Linked DNA regions of Mus musculus: regions 1 and 2 are each linked to region 3. Evidence: chromatin contacts called from public HiChIP or PLAC-seq data. All regions are on one chromosome and are shown on one strand. Each heading gives the region's core, a stretch centred on a gene start, on an enhancer-like site or on the middle of the called end of the contact. The rest is flanking DNA. Distances are from core to core; before and after follow the strand shown. Region 1 overlaps Ttc27 (tetratricopeptide repeat domain 27). Region 2 overlaps Rasgrp3 (RAS, guanyl releasing protein 3). Region 3 overlaps Ltbp1 (latent transforming growth factor beta binding protein 1).

The links. HiChIP or PLAC-seq counts read pairs in DNA pulled down with a chosen protein or histone mark.
Region 1: a FOXA1 HiChIP or PLAC-seq map of pancreatic cancer cells shows a contact between it and region 3. The contact joins two enhancer-like sites. A contact is called at or near these places in 1 of 15 datasets of contacts at CTCF or cohesin (the NIH/3T3 cell line) and 3 of 115 datasets of contacts at active chromatin or transcription factors (bone marrow-derived macrophages and pancreatic cancer cells).
Region 2: a contact with region 3 is called in a FOXA1 HiChIP or PLAC-seq map of pancreatic cancer cells, with 4 times the contacts expected there. The contact joins two enhancer-like sites. A contact is called at or near these places in 1 of 15 datasets of contacts at CTCF or cohesin (the NIH/3T3 cell line) and 2 of 115 datasets of contacts at active chromatin or transcription factors (bone marrow-derived dendritic cells and pancreatic cancer cells).

The regions. Positions count from the first base shown.
Region 1 is chr17:74,817,752-74,821,576 of GRCm38.p6, reverse strand. The region is part of intron 13 of Ttc27 (tetratricopeptide repeat domain 27); the gene reads right to left. Among named protein-coding and RNA genes, the nearest start is that of Ttc27, 100 kb to the right of the region's middle. Within about 2 kb of position 2,131, at least 48 of the 459 cell types and tissues checked have an H3K27ac peak or open chromatin away from gene starts, as enhancers often do. A contact at or near this core is called in pancreatic cancer cells, where this site is marked.
Region 2 is chr17:75,467,730-75,472,014 of GRCm38.p6, reverse strand. All of the region lies in intron 1 of Rasgrp3 (RAS, guanyl releasing protein 3), which reads right to left. Among named protein-coding and RNA genes, the nearest start is that of Rasgrp3, 34 kb to the right of the region's middle. Within about 2 kb of position 1,289, at least 13 of the 459 cell types and tissues checked have an H3K27ac peak or open chromatin away from gene starts, as enhancers often do. A contact at or near this core is called in pancreatic cancer cells, where this site is marked.
Region 3 is chr17:75,143,025-75,147,275 of GRCm38.p6, reverse strand. The region is part of intron 3 of Ltbp1 (latent transforming growth factor beta binding protein 1); the gene reads right to left. Among named protein-coding and RNA genes, the nearest start is that of Ltbp1, 140 kb to the right of the region's middle. Within about 2 kb of position 2,900, at least 15 of the 459 cell types and tissues checked have an H3K27ac peak or open chromatin away from gene starts, as enhancers often do. A contact at or near this core is called in pancreatic cancer cells, where this site is marked.

The DNA of each region.
Region 1 (3,825 bases), core at 882-3,381, 320 kb after region 3:
AATGTAGGAGTCTCTTCCAAGATGGCAGGTAGAAGCAATGAATTTTTACTCATTGGAATGAAGGCTACCTCACTGAATTGCAGGACTAAATTAGGAATACTGCAGATTCCTATATAGGCCTCAGCAGAAAAAAAAAAAAAAACACACACACACACACAAATTAATAAATAAACAAAAAGCAAATATCTTCCCCACAGGTTGATATTAAAAAAAAAAACATATGAAATCAAGATACAAATGGGAAACTTTACTTTTTAATCCACGAGAAAAGATTAGCAAATAATGCAAATAACAGTACCCAAGATATAGCTCGAGGCCACTCTGGTCACATGAAGTGTCTTATTTACTTTTAAGTTTAAAAAATATCCAAGTTTTATATTCAGTATATTAAATTTTTAATAAACATTTAGATATATGAAGTATTAATATGGCTCCTGTATCATTTACCTTTGGTTATTTTTTGCAGTTGTTTTAATAATTTGCATGCAATGAAAATCTCCAGATCAGTTAACTGTTGGCTTGCCTCTCTCAGTACAGGTAACCATCTTGGCCCTGGACTCATACAAAGCTCTCAGCTTTAAACTTCAGGGTCTCCCAGTTGCTATCAGCTGACTCACTACAATGTCTTTATTTTTTCTTTCTCAATGGAGGTCTTTAGAATCTGAAGAACTGTGGACAATGCTTAGCATGTCTTTTACTTTGTTTTTAAATTATTACTTAAATGCCCATTATCAATGATGACTGATGGGGCCAGTGAGATGGCTCAGCAAGTAATAGCATTTATCCCACAAACCAGACAACCTAACCTGAGTTTGATGGCCAGAACCCATGTCAAAAAAAAAAAAAAAAATCCAGCTGTGGGGAAACACATCTAAGGTCTACAAGCCTATTAGACGCACAGCCCGCATAGCCGGGCAGCTTTGTAAGCTAGCCATCTTGATACTCATGACAAGGGATGTACCTAAAGATGAAAGAAAAAACCAATTTCTGCAAGTTGTCTGCTGATCTCCACATGCATGCTAAGTCAGTCACACATGCATGTGTGCTCGAGTACAGGTGTACACGTACACACACACACACTGCGCGAGCACACACGCGGCACACACGCACCAATACAATATATATTAAATAAATGAGTCAAGATGCCTCAAAACTTTCACACAAGTCCTCAAAATACAGCTGAATTCTTTAAGCTCCAAAATTACTACGACTTAGCCCAGAGCTGTCAGGTGGGTAAGAAAGAGCTTAGCTTCATTACCTGCTCTGGTGGCTACACTTTTTATAAGTTTAATAATATTTATTTCTAGATATCCAAAATGAGACTGCTTCAACATGTTAATATATGAACCACTTGAGAAGTTTTATATCCGCCTTCTCCCTGCCAAGTCTTTTAAGTCTGATGTGTAACCAGGACTTGCAGCATTGCCTCTAGGAGACACAGCACTGTCTCCTCCCTTTAAAGTGAATCCACAGCCCTGGCTAAGGGACTACTGAAGTAGAAATTTCTGGTTTCTTTAACAACTCAGTCATGTCACGTGACTTTTTTGGGAAGCTATCTTGTGATATTTTACTGAAAACAAACACTTGAGAGAGCACGTGATGCCTAGAAAGAATATAAATAGAATCCCACAGACAGTGAGAGAGATATGCTCTTGCATTGTTATTTGTGTGACACTTCACTTCTTCACTGGTCTTCTTTAGACTTTGCTTTGTAGAGAGAAATGCATCAAAGAACCTCTTGTGGTATTCTGGCTGATTCTGGCCACTTCTACTGACTCATCCTGATTCAGCTAAGCCTTGCTGTTTATGTTGGACTGAGTCACCACTACTGATTTGTGTTTGGTGTTTGCTACTGAACTGGACTGCTGGTATCCTGACAACAAAGAGTGGAACTGCCTCAATGAACTACTAAACAGGTCTATAATTCTCTTTTGCTATTTTAACCTTCTTTTTTATCCCCTACCTCTGATCAGTGGGCTAGAAGGGAGGTTGAAATATTTAAGAACCCCAACTAAAGTAGGTTTTGAAAAATCTAAGAATACAGGTGGCACTCAACATGGCCTAGGCATAATGGGTAACTCTGCTACTTCTTGTATAGAGGAATAGGCAAGTTTTGATGGCTTAGCAATGTTGTGTAAGGAGGATGGCAAAATAAGAGAAACTGCCACTGGGTTGTTTCCTGCCTTGCTCCTGGAGGGGGTTCTCTGGTTTTGGTTCATAGGTTTCATGCATACCATTTTGAAAAAGATTATGGGGAAAGCTGAAAACTCAGAAGGCTCAGTCAATTCTCTTGGGTTAGAAAGGATTGCACGGTTGGCTATGCACTTAGAGTGTGTGGACAGAGGCTGAAGTGCTTGGAAAGCAAAAAGAGCCAGTGAGAGGAGAACAACACCACTGTTCGGCTTGGTGTCTGAGACAGAAATTTACCACACGATGAGAGAGGGAAGCAAACTAGGCTAGAAGACAACCTTGCCCTGCCCATGCACTTTGACTTATAGGTGCCCAGAGCACCTCCATGAGACAAGGGTTGAGGAAGAGCAAGAGGCACTACAGGGACAGGTTAGTATCCAGACAAGTGCACTGCCAGAGCATGTGCTTGGGGCTGCACAGGTACTTTCAGCTTTCCCAGGCTTTGTACAAATCTGATCTGATGATGTCATAATTGACGATGTTGTGTTGCTGCGTTAAGAGCTTGGGATGTGACTGAGCAGCCAGGGGGACAATCCATCTCATTCACTAAGGTAATACATGGCCCTGGGGAAGCCTTTATTGACTTCTTACAGATCAGGTTCAGCTATAAACAGACCAAATCAGACCCTGAAACCAGAGAGTACATTGACAGAGATCTTGGCATTTGAAAATGCAAATATTAAATGTAAGAGGTCAGTCAGTCCATTGAAAGCACAAGGAGCACCAATACACAAATGGATAAGAGAGACAATTGGTGCTGGCCTTCAGGAGCACCATGCCAATGTTATAGGAACCAAAATGCCCAGTGCTTTGTAATGAATTTGGTCATTTCAAGAAACTGTAAAAATAAAAGATTCAGGTCTCAAAATAGCAAGTGCATTAAGTCTGGAGAATATGGCATTCATAGACAAGAATAAGGAGGTTCTGGCTGCTATGAAACACAAAAGCTTCCAGGGTATTGTAGCCACTGTAGAAAGGGCAAACACTGGTCTAAAGATTGTAGGTCCAAGATATTCATAAGACATAACCTTACAGTTGGGAAACGAACCGAGCGGGCTTTCAGTTTGAGACCCTGGAGCAAACAATAAGAGCCATCTTCCTTTGGTCAGCCAGGAAATACCAAGTGGACAAGAAGATCAAAACTAAGTATTTCTGATCTTATAGATGCAGCTCAGGATCTTGCCAAAGATACATCTCTTACACTACCCCCCAAATTTCAATATTACAGGCTAACCACTGGTGTTTATGATCCTTTACTTTCAGGGATAGTAGGAATCTTGGGAAATTTTATTGTGCACCCAGGTATTATAAGTGGGAATAGCAAGAAAGATAAACAAATTATGATATATATGAAAAAGGAGGTACAAATTAATGCAAGGGATAAAACTGCTCAGCTGTTACTGTTTCCCTACATAAAGGGCAAGGCTACTCCAGTAGAAAGAACAGGGGCTTTTGGAAGTACTGGAAAATGTGTGTTCTGGCAAATAGTGGTTAATGATCAGAGATTCAAATTAATGGTACAAATGAATGGTGCAAATGAATGGTACAAATGAATGGTGTTGAAATACAGGTGGATACATGAGCTAACATTAGTATACTTTCCTAAAAGTCTTAGAATCCAGATTGGCCACTTCA
Region 2 (4,285 bases), core at 40-2,539, 330 kb before region 3:
ATTAAAATCACTTACACATTCTCTAATGCAGTTGCTTGTCTGTGGGGTTGAAAAAAATTAAGCGGCGAGAAAGTAATAACTAAAAGGAAGCTCTGGGAATAGATATAAATTTCCCATGTTATTTTCCTCCCGTGGGTAGTTCTCTGCCAGTTGTACCAGGAACACATCCTTAATTAAAACTCTGACTGTATTTATAGTCTTAAAGCAAATCAATGTCATAATAATATGGCACCTTATGGGGTAGTTATGGGCCAGCTGATTAAGGGAAAAGACGGGACAACATTTGGGAAATAAAGAAGCCTTCAGAAAATAAAAGTACCAATCCTATTAAACAGAAGCTTAAAAGATATTAGTGTAGCTGCAGCAACCTGAATCCTGTCACAAACTAGACATGAATAAGATCCTTCTATTACAGTAGGGGCATCAAGATTTACACTGCTTTGAACTCCGCTGACCGAAATGAAATCCATAATGGTAAAACCATCACCAACCATCTCACTGTCTTTCCTTCTTTTATAAATGTTCTCTTGTATGCTCTTGGAAGGTGCCGAAAATTCTGTTTATTACAATAACCAGTAAAAAGGGGGAAATACCTTTTGGATCAGTTTATGAGTCAGTTCAAGACTTTTTTTTTTTTAATTCAAAGAAAGTAGCCCTAAACAGTCATACTACAAAGGTTATTATAATGTTTTATTTATTATAAAACAGCATACATTTATATTTTCCCTGGCTATTACTATGTATAGCTGCACTCACAACTACTAGAAGCCACATACAGCTGTTTTTATGATCTTACCAACATACTGATAATGGTGCTAGTCAATAAACAATGAACTTGTTGGAGAACTGACCAACAGTAAAGAGTCTCAATTAGTCTAGTGAGCTAAGACTCCTCACACTGAGCAAGTGACCACAAGGAGGAAAGGAATAAGCACGTCGGAATGCACACTTGCCCCCTGGATGTGCGGGTGTTGTAGCCAGCAGAACTCCCAGGAATTGCTTTTCTTAGGCAAGGAGAATATATGCAAGAGAGCAGGCTGGACTATTTTAAATGTAATCAATTAATTATATTAATAACTTTTATATCTAAAAAATGGGCCCTCTCAAAGCTGATGTTACATCATGCCGTCATTGCTGAGACTTCAACCAACCCACACCAGTGACGAAAATGATGACTAAATTCCACTACAAATGTTATCTGAAGCCAATATCTTTGTGTCTGTGACTAAGATGGACTTATTCTTCAAGTCAACTGCCCATAAAACTTACTTAATACCACCAACAATACCCATCAGCCAGCACACCACAAACTAGTCATAAACCAATGCCTAACAGAAGATCATGACAAGGTACAGCCTTTTTCACTACAAAAGACAATTCAAAATGTGCACTTGAATGATGTAATTGAACCCCGTCTTCGCCTGGATGACAGCATAAACAGAGAAATTCCTGGGATTCGGGGCTAATAGATTGTTTACACTGTGTAGAATTCTGCCTGCACGTACTTCCTCCATGACTGTGGACAAGTTACGTACATTTTCTTATTCTCAGTCTCCTCTCTGTAAACAATGGGAATGATGCCCACACCCCTACTTGAAATTGTGGCAGTGAGAGAGAGTGCCTAGTGCCAGTGAATTCCCATGTAAACGGGCATTCTCTTTTTTCAATCCCAGAGATGAATTCAAAGACCAAAGCACAGTGACTTTACATACCACAGACTCTGAAGGGACAAAGACCACATGAAAGAATAGAACACCCAAGATTTTAGGTCTCATAAAGTAATGAGAACATGACAGCATGATGGCTGACTCCTATAATAAATGAGCAACTGATATAAAGGGGAAATAAGGGACCATGGGGCTAGCTTTTGGAGAACAGGTGTCTGTAAAGCATGCAATCTTCCAAGACAGACAAAACATGCTCTGTGTCCTAGGATTCCATTCCCTATTGCAAAACATCAAAGAAATCAAGCAAGCATTTGATGTCAAAATTCTGAGTCCATTCTTTATGTCTCTGCTAGCGTTCACTAAATTATGCCATTTCCTTGGGGAAAAAAAAGCATTTTCCATCAAAGATCAGAGCCTTCATATCCTCAAGGTTTTATGTCTATGAAATGCAACCAACCATGAATGTACAGTATGTTTCTCAAAGTAGTGATATCTGTACTGAACACCTTTTGTTCTTTTCATTATTCCTTAAAGAATATAGGATAACAATATTAGGTCACATCTCCAAGTGAGACACAGATGATTGAAGTCACACAGGAAGATCAGCATAGGTTATATAAAAAACACTGTGCCCAAGCCGGGCGTGGTGGCGCACGCCTTTAATCCCAGCACTCAGGAGGCAGAGGCAGGCAGATTTCTGAGTTAGAGGCCAGCCTGGTCTACAAAGTGAGTTCCAGAACAGCCAGGGCTATGCAGAGAAACCCTGTCTTGAAAAAAACAAACAAAAAAAAAAACCACCCAAGCAAACAGACAAACAAACAAACAAACAAAAACACTGTGCCCCTGAACAGGAAGGATCTGGGCATCATGATCATGCATGGTGTTCATGGAGTCCTGGAATCTATCACATAAGGACACTAAGGGACAAGTCTCATCCCCAGTGTTCTAGTTTAGAAGACTACAGTGAGAACTACTACTGATTTGGGTTTACTTTTGAGGGGATTGGGTGAGTAAAATTAAATTTTGCTTTTTCTTTCTATAAGTAGGTTAATCTCTAAAATATGTAATCTGGGCATGATGACTTTGCAAAAAACATTTATACTTTCTCAAGGCATCCATGTAACACTGATCTCCTCAGTGTTCTTCCTGTCAGCCTGAAAGATTTCCCCATTCCCCAGATCCTTATATATTATACACAGCCTTTTGCTCACTACCATTTTGATGTCTAGCCAAGTGAAGGGATGTAGAGAGGCAGATGAAATGTATAAAAATGTTCAAGCAGTAGTTTTCTGTGAAGGCTCTCCCTGACTGATGACCCAGAGAAACCACAGGTTCACAACTGGCAAGTGAGACAACCACTCAGTCTCTAGGTGCGCAGCAAATCATAAGATGGCAAGACTCATGGCAAAAGAGCATGCGCAGCAGCCATCAGATCTCCTCCTACGCCACTCCCAGTCAGTCCCCTGCCATGGAACCCTTTCCATGCTGAACTACACTGACCTAAGTGTGATCACGCAAGCGCAGGTGTGATGATTATTGCATATTTATCACAATAAATGGTGGGCAGAGGTGTATGTATTTACATAGAGTATGCATGGAAAAGCTGCTTGCTGTTGAGTCGGTCCTTGGCTCACGGGACTTAACAATTTTTTTCAACTGGATGACGGTGTGGTATCTGTATTAGTGGTATCTATATTGGACAACTTAATGGGTGATACTTTGGGAGGATCAGAGTGAAGGATTGTGCTGTTTCTATGGATAAGCAAATAACCTACTCGAACAACAGGTCTTCTAAGTTGAATCATATAAACAGGTCTGAAAATAGTTTCTCCAGTATGAAAACAGCTATTCCGTGTTGAGCATGGCTAAAGTAGCTATCCTTTAAATAAATAAATAAATAAGTAAATAAATAAGTAAGTAAATAAATAAATAAATAAATAAATAAACAAATGAGTTACAGGAGGAAAAAAATGATGAAAAAGCTACAAAGGGCATCAGTGCTGTGCATTCCAGATAAATTTACAAGTGCTTAGTGCTGGATTTACCAACACAAAAGTCTTCATTGTGAACTGTTCCTCAAAGAGGAAAAAGTAGACCATCAGTCAGTGCTCGTGTGGAGTCTGGATGGGACTGTCACAGAGGAAAAGAGCCCTTCCTTCTGTTGAGAGTTTAGAAGGCCATGGCACACACACACATTGTGCATCTAATTGTGTTGGTACAGAAACACTCACGGTTGCATTTCTTGGGACCTTTAAATGGTGGGATTTACCTACAAACCCCATCCTTTAAAAAATGTAAATGGTCAAGAGCCCGAATCCCTTTCATTTCAGCTTATATCTAAGCACCTTCTGAGTCTCAGTTTTTTCAATATGCAAAACATATGCATGATTCTTAAGTTGTAATGGAGTTCTCTCTTAATAAACCTATCTTAAATTAAAGCTAGCGTTAGTTGAAAATGCATTCAACAGGTAAGGACTGAAAACAGCACAACTTGGCAGCAAGGTACCCTATTGGGTACCAGTTGTTTGCCCTTCTGGTCATCTGACTAAAATAGAGCTATAGCTCAGACTATTACCCAGCTTTCAAGAAAGGAAGGTCCAATAAATGGGAAGATTGGG
Region 3 (4,251 bases), core at 1,651-4,150:
GTGTGCTGTTTGCATCCACAGAGACAGGAAGCCAACACATACAAAGTAGCAGCTTTGGGAGGAAAGCAGGACAAGGGTGAGGTGAGCAAAATCTTTGCTCATTGTGTCATTCTTAGTATTTGGGCAACATTCATAGCAAATATATCAAGAAGGGGCCACATGAAGATAACTACCAGCAAGAGTCAAGGACCAAAGCAAAAGAGGTTCCTGAACGCTTGAAACTGTAAAGATGCTACCTGGAAGAGTGTTCCTGGTTCAAGGATAAAGGGAAAAGTAGGAACAAAGAGGTATGCTGAACTAAAGCTGCTAGAATGAGGGGCTGGTCTGTGGAAAAGAAGGCTACTATAGTTTCATAGTCAGAAACATGCAGTAAATGTCCAGGAGACAGTTGGGGGAAACATCCAAGTGATGTTCTAAGGAGCAAGCCCCCTCAAAAATCAAAACTGTTAAAAAAAATGGAAAAAAAAAAGGAAAAAAAACTAAAAAATGAACCAGAGGGCTGGAGAGATGGCTCAGTGGTTAAGAGCACTGACTGCTCTTCCAGAGGTCCTGAGTTCAATTCCCAGCAACCACATGGTGGCTCACAACTATTTGAGGGACCTGATGCCCTCTTCTGGTGGTGTGTCTGAACACATCGGGCATATGAATGGCAGTGCACTCATCTGCATAAAATGAGTAAAATCTTAAAAAGTGAACCAGGAAAAAGATGAGCCAAGAAAGGCGCTGAGGCCACAGCTGATGAGCTAAGTTTAGTTCTCACATAAGGAGAAAGAAAACCAAACTTCTGCAACTTGTCCTTGGACCTCCACGCCCATGCTATGGCATGCATGTGCACACAGAAACTACAATAAATATGAAAAGATTTTATTTTTTAGTCTTTGATTGGAAAGCATGGAATCAAACAGTCTTGGGAGATAGCCACATTTAATTGTGTAGATATCCTATGAGAAAGGGGATTTATCACTCTAGCTGCAAATGTATCAAAAGATGGCCTAGTCGGCCATCACTGGAAAGAGAGGCCCATTGGACACGCAAACTGTATATGCCCCAGTACAGGGGAACGCCAGGGCCAAAAAAAATGGGAATGAGTGGGTAGGGAAGTGGGGGGGGGGAGGGTATGGGGGACTTTTGGGATAGCATTGGAAATGTAATTGAGGAAAATATGTAATAAAAAAAAAGAATTCTTCTAAAAAAATTAATCTTTTGTTGGTCTGTTTGAGATAGGGTCGCTCTACATAGCTCTGATGTCCTGGAACTCACTCTGTAGACCAGGCTGGCCTGCAACTCACAGAGATCCATCTGTTTCTGTCTCCCAAGTGCTGCGATTGATAGCATAGTGCACCAGGTTACATAGAATCAACGCCCTTTCTTAATGTCATGTCAGTAGAAAGTTTTCGCAGCTTATTTTGTAGACACAATTTTTTTCACAATTAAGATTTGTCTTCTTCTTCTTCTTCTTCTTCTTCTTCTTCTTCTTCTTCTTCTTCTTCTTCTTCTTCTTCTTCCTCTCTCTCTCTCTCTCTCTCTCTCTATTGAAAATTTATTCTTGTGCAATACGTTTTTGACCACATTCTTTTCTTTCCCAGATCCTCCCTACCTCCTTACCTACCCAATGTCATCTTCATTCTCTCTCTCAGAAAAAATCAAAAGTCAAAATCAGAACTAAAACAAAGAGACAAAGAAAAAAGTGTCCAAGACAAAACAAAACAGTACAGAAAAAGACAAACATGGGGTCTGCTTTGTGTTGTCCAGCTACTACTGGGTAGAGAATCTTTCTCGGACATGTGGTTGACATATTCAGTGACACTCCATTGGAGAAACCGGATTTTTCCCTTACCCACTGGCATCAGCTGCAATGAGCTTCTTAGTTAGGGGTGGGACTTAGTGTCAACTTCCCCCTTCAGTGCTGGGATCTCCTCTGACCTGTACCCCAACAGCACAGACGTTGACTGTGATAGCACATACCTATCTAGTCCCACAGGTGGGAGATCAAAAGGTACAAGTTCCGGGACATCCTCTGCTATATGAGTTCAAGGCCAACCTTGGCTATGTGAGACCCATTCACAGTTTTGAGGAGGGTGAATCACACTTGGTTGGCAGCCTAACTTCTCTGCTTTCTGGCATACAGTTAAGGATGGCATAAATCTTCATGTCCTCTGAAAGAGTACAAGACTCGTATTTAAGAAAACAGCTCCTCCCACAGAGTCCGTGATCTATCTAGTTTCAGGTTCTTCCACCCCACACACACTCCTACTGGATTTACAAGTATGTTCAAAATCACTCGGCTTCTGCATTGCTGGGATTCAAACCCAAAGCTTCATGTGTGGTATTCAAGCACTCTACCAACTGAGCCACATCTCCATTCTCTTAGTTTTGTAGTGAACTTGAGAATCATTGTATATGGAACTCAGAATAAACCAAGACTCATTTAAATGATGATGATGAAGATAGATAGGTAGATAGATGATAGATAGATAGATAGATAGATAGATAGATAGATAGATAGATAGATAGATAGATAGGCAGATGGGTGGACAGGTAGATAGGCAGATAGATAGGACATAAAGAGAAGAGATAGAGGATCAGAAGAGATTAAAAACCACACAGTATATAGGTCTAGAAATATTGAGCAGGAAAGGGTTTCAAAAAGGAAGGGAGAGAAGATTATTTACAAATTGCTGCAAAGAAGCAAGATACACAGAATTAGCAAAGGCCATCGGGTTTGGTAGCAGGTCACTGGCCACACAGACAGTATGGCAGCAGTACCAGAAGGGGGTCGGAGGAATGGAGGGAATGCCAGTAGGGAAGAAAAGGAGCAGAAAGGAGAAGGAGACAGTGGGGCGGGGGATAGCCGGCTGCTCAGAGATCTGCATCTATGGAAACCTCTGTGTCTTCGTAAACACGGGGCAAACAATTGCACAGAACTGCTCTCTTCTGAAGAAAGGATTAGTCACACGCTGTTTACACTGCTGCCTTCCTAGTGGCAAGTTTTGGTGCAGGGATTAACTAAACTTTTCCGTATTTCTAACTAAAGCCATTATTTGACCTGTGAGCGGGTGGGAGGATCTGGCAAAAGATGCAGCACTTTCCACTTCAGACAAGGAGTCTGGGCCTCACACAGGGGAACCCCCAGCCAGCCATAAAATGTTTCCCACAAAAGGTCCGTCTGATACTATCTGACCCTTTCACCTATGGAGAGCATCCTGGAGTCTGTAAGCAGTGGGAGAAAAAGCAGATGAGGGATAAATGATGGAGAGCAAAGGCTCAAGAAGTCAGCTCAGGTCCCTCAGGCCGGCGTCTGACTACAGAATCCAAGCCATCATGGGGACCCTGCTGCCTTCAGTTTCCAGCAAGTGTGGGTGATTGCTACTCCAGAAGAGAAGACACTAGAACAAAGAGAAGATGTCAACAGTGGCTTAAGGGATGAGCTTCTCCAGGGAGTACTCACAGGGTTGTCAGGGGCAATGGAAACCATTGAGGGGATACCACCTGACGGCGACCCATTCATACAAAATCACCAATTGAACCCAAATAAGTAAGAAGCCAGAGGCTATTACTGAAGAGACTAATAGATAGCATGAAACATACTGATGGTACCAAAACACACCAGAATTGAAGTATTCCAGAAAAATAAAACATAAAAAACACCGTGAAGGTAACATAAACCAAAGAATCAGAGAAAGCAGGAGGTTGTGGTGATGGTGGTGGTGGTGGTGGTGGTGGTGGCGGCAGCTGTGTTTTGCTATGGAGAACACACTATAGGAGGTAGGTAGGTACAGGTGAAATGGTTCCATGAATAAAGGTACTTGCCACCAGACTTGACTACCTGAGTTAAAGACCCCAGGACCCACATGAGAAAAGGAATGAACCAACTCTGACAAGATGTCCTCTGACCTCCGCACACACTCTGTGGCACATGCAAACACACACACACACACACACATTCATAATACACGAATATGTAATTTTTTGAAAGATTCCAGGGAGTACAGCCCCTTCTTTGGAAGCTAAACCAGCAACAGCTTTTGTACAGAGCAGGTAGCAGCACTTCCCTTTCTCTACATGCTTGAAAAACACAAAAGTCCTGAACAATTCAGTGTAAAGTCAGAGGCTACCTGCAAAAGAGCCACCAAAACACTGGGACAAACAGAGTGGCCAGGAAAGGGTGTGACAGGTCATCAGAACTTGTGAGGAGCCGCCCTTGCAATCGCCATTACAAGATGGCACTGATATCCCGTGTTCTAACTAGTA